Regions from separate parts of the Hordeum vulgare genome. Here region 2 is linked to region 1. The links are chromatin contacts, called in public Hi-C maps. All regions are on one chromosome and are shown on one strand. Each heading gives the region's core, a stretch centred on a gene start, on an enhancer-like site or on the middle of the called end of the contact. The rest is flanking DNA. Distances are from core to core; before and after follow the strand shown. Region 1 holds the start of LOC123425458 (formin-like protein 5). Region 2 holds the start of LOC123425459 (probable protein S-acyltransferase 22).

The links. A called contact is a pair of places that touch in the nucleus more often than the background predicts.
Region 2: a Hi-C map of leaf shows a contact between it and region 1, with 5 times the contacts expected there. The contact joins the promoter of LOC123425459 here to the promoter of LOC123425458 in region 1. A contact is called at or near these places in 2 of 6 Hi-C or Micro-C datasets (leaf and seedling) and 1 of 1 datasets of contacts at active chromatin or transcription factors (embryo).

The regions. Positions count from the first base shown.
Region 1 is chr2H:118,830,344-118,833,043 of MorexV3_pseudomolecules_assembly, forward strand. It overlaps LOC123425458 (formin-like protein 5), which reads left to right and starts at 1,264. Exons shown (of 18, transcript XM_045109163.1): 1 at 1,264-1,450; 2 at 2,118-2,700. The coding sequence starts at 1,378.
Region 2 is chr2H:119,629,469-119,632,583 of MorexV3_pseudomolecules_assembly, forward strand. LOC123425459 (probable protein S-acyltransferase 22) reads left to right here and starts at 1,579. Exons shown (of 9, transcript XM_045109164.1): 1 at 1,579-1,959; 2 at 2,053-2,166. The coding sequence starts at 1,918.

The sequences.
Region 1 (2,700 bases), core at 14-2,513:
TAATACCGCAGTAGTACACTAGTACTATACGTTTGTCATGCAGCAATTTGCTTTTCAAGCACCACGGATCCTTTTTCCTTTTTCCAATTTAAGAAGTGCATCATCTGAAAACATAAATCATTTCATGTCCAGTGCAAAAGGCCATTCCATCATCCGCGAGGATGCATTAATAAATCGCATTACAAACAAAATGTTGCTCCCATTGGAGAGCTATACATAAAATGTACACGTATTATTCTATTATTTAGTCAATTAATTAGTTAAGAATAGAAGCAGCCCAACTGATCCTGGAGGCAGCTGTCACTACTCCTACTACTACCATCTTCCCCATCAAAGTATATATATCCGTTAGTCCGTTACAGTCATACAAAAATATCATCCCATCCTCTAAATATTCTGATTAGATAATACTGTAGTACTACTCCTACTACTCTTTTTTTAGGAAGAACTGATGCATCCACCTGAGCTCAAATACCTTCGGCACAAATGACAGTAGTAATATAGTTTGCTCCGGACCAGCAGCACATGATCCTCGAAAAATAGAAGTCCATGTCAACCGTCTTCTTCTCACCCTCACCCACACCACACCAACCTCGCCACTCATTAATCGCAGGATCGTCGGCTAAACTCGGCCAGATCCGAGTCGTCCGTCCTTGGCCTGCAATGGAAGGAAAGAGAAGGAAAATCCGGAGACGTCCGTACCGGCACAGCCCCCCGAGGCCCAATCCTCTCCGCGCCCGCACGCCAACCCATGCCTAACCAGTCCACATCGGCCCGCTGACACTCCGTCCCCACCACAGCCGGCCCCGACGACCAGTGAGGCAGCCGGCGTCGCCGAGCAGAGCACGGCAGCTGTCACGCGGGCCTCCCGGAAACATTCACCGCGGAAGCCGCCGAAAACGCAACGGAAAAAGCGCACGGGGCCGTAGCAGTAAAAACTGGGCAAGGAAGGAAGGAAGGAGTAGCGAGAGACGAGAAGGAGAGAGAGGAAAGATTAGCAGCAAGGGGAGGAGAGAAAGGGAAAAATTAAAGTAGAGTTTAAACAGCGAGACGAGAAGAGGCAGCGGCAGCAGTAGAGGAAGAGGAGTCCCAATCGCACGGCGCCTCGACCGCCTGCCTGCCTCCCCACCACCACCGCGGAACCCTAGGGCGGCCGCGGCGAGCGAGCGAGCGAGCGTCGGCCGCGAGATCTCGCCGAGGGGGGCGCGGACCACTGCCCCCAGCTCGCCGGCGGCGGGGGCGGGGCCGCCCCCATGCCTTTGGCGCCCCGATCGGAGCCGATCGGTGGCCGCTCCAGGCGTCAGAGGAGCTCGCCGGCCGCCGGGGAGGCGGAGGCGGCCAAGGGGGAAGCAGAGGAAGAGGAGGAGGAGGAGGAGGATGGCGCTGTTCCGCAAGTTCTTCCTCAAGAAGACGCCGGATCGGCTGCTCGAGATCTCCGAGCGAGTCTATGGTATAATGCCCGCGTCCCTGGGCCGAGCCGTGCCGCCCGAGTGCGGGGATTTGCTTGTTCCGAGGGGGATTTTGGGACTTTTGCCGCGGCTTGTGCTTCTTCGGGCTCCGGGGAACTGTTGCTTTCAGCGGATTTATCGCTATTGTTTGAGCTGGAATTCAGTTCGTTCCCAAGCACGGCGAGCTAGATTTAGTAAATTTTTGATGTTAAGTTGAATTCGGTCCAGTTCTGGGTCGTCACTCTGTGCGCACACGACCCAGAGTCTCAGATTTAGCTGCATTTGACCTAAACTGGTTTTTATTTCTTTCCATATCCGAATTTTGTCTTGCCCTTGTCGCATGCTGGCCCTGAGGGTAGCTTTGGATTTAATTGCATTATTTTCTCTTATATAAGCATGCAGCAATTGTCTAGTGCCTGCATGATGTCCACATTTTCTGTTGGTGCTCCCTCCCTTTAACCAGTAGTTATTAGTTATAATGGCGTGCTTATCTGTTGATGAAATACTTTGCTGTATCTAGAAACATGAACTTAGTACCTATGCAGTGTGAAGATGAGGTTCCTTCTAGCATGCCAGCACTTGATCTCTTCTCCATTTTTCTAGTCTTAGTTGAACGATGCAAATTTGAGCATGAGATCGTGCTAATTTCAACCGGTATGTTGGTTTCAGTGTTCGACTGTTGCTTCGCGGCAGATGCCATGGGCGAGGATGAGTACAGGGATTACTTGAGTGGCATAGTTGCACAGTTGCAGGACTACTTTCCCGATGCGTCATTCATGGTCTCCAATTTCTGGTCTGGGGACAAGAGGAGCCGGATTTCAGATATATTGTCTGAGTATGACATGACTGTCATGGACTACCCACAGCAATATGAAGGATGCCCACTCCTTCAGCTCGAGATGATCCACCATTTCTTGAAATCATGTGAAAATTGGCTGTCAGTGGAAGGGCAGCAGAACATGCTTCTAATGCACTGTGAAAGAGGGGGATGGCCAGTGCTTGCATTCATGTTGGCTGGACTACTTCTATATAGGAAAACGTACACTGGTGAGCAGAAGACTCTAGAGATGGTCTACAAGCAGGCTCGCAGGGACTTCATACAGCAATTCCTAAAGTTGAATCCCCAGTCTTCTCATCTGAGGTATTTGCACTACGTAACAAGACATGGAAGTGGTTCAGAATGGCCTCCTATTAGCCGGCCTCTCATATTGGATTCTGTAGTTCTCCACACTGTTCCTAGATTTGATTCCCA
Region 2 (3,115 bases), core at 329-2,828, 800 kb after region 1:
AGATAGGGTTCTTGTCACGATAGTTAGTGGTGGGATGCTAGCCCGCCGGTGGAGTGGGCGCTGTCGGGGAAGGAGGCGCCGCTGGTGATGGCGAGGAACGACAGTAAAGAGCTGAGGGCGAGCATTCTTGGATTGGCCAAATTATTATGGTGATCGAGGCAATAAACCGATTACTTTAAACCTAAACCGAGGTTCTTTAACATGCTCCATCTTATCATCCATTTTCACATGAGAGTATAAAATAAAACCGTTTATTGCATTAAATAATGAATTTGATTATTTTTTGTCTTTTTTACTTTTCATGTAAAAGAAGGGCCGTAAGAGCATCTCCAACAGGCGCGCTATACAAGCGCCGCGCCGTAAAAAAGGCAGTTTTAGCGCGCGCGCAACGCGGCGGGCAGCTCCAGCGAGCGCGCAAAAACGGTGCGCGCGCCATTTCCAGTTCAGCGCGCTGGCCGAAACGCAATCTCGCGCCCCTTATTTGCTGCGCCGGCTCCCGCGCGCGCGACTCTCCCGCGCTCGCTCCTGCTCTCTCCCGCGCTCGTTCCTCCACTCTCGCGCCGCCCCCATCCGAACCGCGCCGCCGCCGCGGCGTTGAAAAAGCCAGAAGGTAAGAAAAATCTTGATTTCCACAATGCTCAGGCGGCTGCTAGAAAAGATGTGGAGAGAGCATTTGGGATTTTGCAAGCCCAATTTGCTATTGTGAGAGGACCGACTAGATTTTGGGATCAAAAAATGCTTTGGTACATCATGCACGCTTGTGTGATCATGCACAACATGATCATCGAGAATGAGCGTGGCCAAGATTTAGACTACTCACAGTATGATCTCTTGGGACATCCCGTGCGAGTGCGACGGAGGGCTGAAAGGGTAGCCCGTTTTGTTGCCTCCTATCATGCCATTCGGCGTCCCGCAATGCACAATGATCTTTAGAAGGATCTGATTGAAGAGTGGTGGGCATGGCATGGACGACAAAGAGCATGATTTGATTGCATTATTTGTATTGTATTGTTCATGAACTACTGGTTGTGTTTATTGCATTATTTGTTGTACTGAACGATAAACTATTTGTTTGAGTTGTAATAACTATTTATTGTTGATTTATTTTGTTTGTTTGATCGTTTTTTTTCTATTTTTTGAAATGTATATGTGGTTTGTGCGTGCTGCGCGCGCTGCATTTTTGGCACTGTTGGAGCGGCGCGCGCTGTGCATTATAGCACGGCTGTTGGAGACAGCGCCTATCCCCGCGCTAAACCAGCCGAAGCGCGCGCGGTAAATACATTTTTTGGACGCGGCGCGAAGCGCGGCAGTTGGAAATGCTTTAAAAGTGTTAAAATTGCTTAAACCTAAAAAATCCTTGGGAAATGGTTACGCCCTCGCCGGTGCGAGCGAAACAAACAGCTATCAACCAAACGTCACTGGGAAACGCGGCCGTGCCATTGAGCCCCACAGCGACAGGCAGGCAGTGAGTCAGTCGGTCACCCCGGTCCAGCTCCAGCATGCAGCAGAGTCCCCTGCCACTGCCACAGTCTTCCCCATGGCCTATAGCTGCTAGCTTCACGTGAGCGCCCAAAGAAAACTAAGCAGCCTTCCCTCCCTCGCTGCTTGATTTGCTTGGCTTCGCTCCCCCTCCACCCCCCGTAAATCTGAGCAGCGCCGCATTTAATGCCCCCTCTCCCCTCCGGTCTCCCTCCCAAACCCCTCCTCCTCCCCCCCGTCCCCTCCCGCAGATCAAATCCATGCGCCGGCCGCCGGCCGGCCGCGCGACTTCCTGATTCCTGTAAAGGCCGGCCCTTTCTCCTTCCCCCACTGATCGGCGGCGCCCTTTGATGCGAGGATAAGAAGGAAGGAGGGTTCCGTTCCGCCAGGCGTTTCTTCCGTCTTCTCGCAGCCGTGCTGGTTGTCAGGGGCGAGGCGATGAGGCGGCATGGGTGGCAGCTCCCTTACCACCCTCTCCAGGTCCGCTCTTGTCTCCCCGGCGGTGAAATTTTTGTGCATTACGGCTTCTTTCCCACGGCGAAGGACCGATGGACGGATGCTTGCCTGCTGCAGGTGGTCGCCGTGTCCGTGTTCTTGGCGCTGGCGTTCGCCTTCTACGTCTTCTTCGCGCCCTTCGTTGGGAGGAAGGTCTTCCAGGATGCCGCCGTGGGGCTCTACACTCCTCTGGTAACTATCCTCTTGCCTGCCCCCTCTTCCTCGCTGACAGGGTGAGTGCCCTGTGGTTTGGCTGGCACATTTTGGATCCCAATCTTGGTGCTGCATGATGGGCCCATCAAGTAGTGGTTACTGAACTTGGGGGGAAGTGCCCAAACAAAAATGTAGTAGTTCTCACCTTGAAATGGGCTATTTAGCACTCTTCCATATGCTGTTGAATTTCTGTGTTTGCGCGTTTGTTTGTTGGAGGGTGGTACAAGCTACCAAGTTTTTGTGGGTAGTCTTCTGGCCAATTCTGGCATTGTCATGTGACATGCCTAACCCTGCAAGTCACTGTCCTGCACTCGTGGTCGGTGAATTCTGCTTTCTTCTCAAGTTTATATGAGGGCTATTTTCTGAGTTTCTGCATGTGATGGCGGTGCAAACAATGGCGTATTATTAAGGGCAATCAGGAATTATGCATTCTGTGCTCTTAGTGCTTCTTTGCACAATCCAGTTTAGCAGTACCTTTGGGAAGTTCAGAATTTGTACACTGTTTGATCGGTAGGATTTTGTAACTCTGTTTAATGTTATGGTTCATTGTTCTGAGGGCGCAACCTAGGCCAGGAGGAGCCTATGGGCTGACGCTGTCGGCGCCTCGGTGGTGAACAGAACCACGAAGATAATGGGGAGAAGATAGTAGACAACAGATTAATAGCTTCTGGAAACTTTATTGGTTGATAGCTTCTGGAAACCAACGTGTTTGCCTCCTTGTATATATATGGGTAGCTACACAAGACTGTACTGGAAGGCTGTAATTCAAATAGAACTGTGTCTCTTGCCCAATACTCCTACACACTCAAAATTAACTAAGACTCCAGCTGGAAGCCTAAGAGCATAAAGACTGGAAGGTGCTAGACCAACCGGGGGCATGCTGGACGTAGGTTAATTCCCACATAACAGTTTAATCGAGAGTGACGTG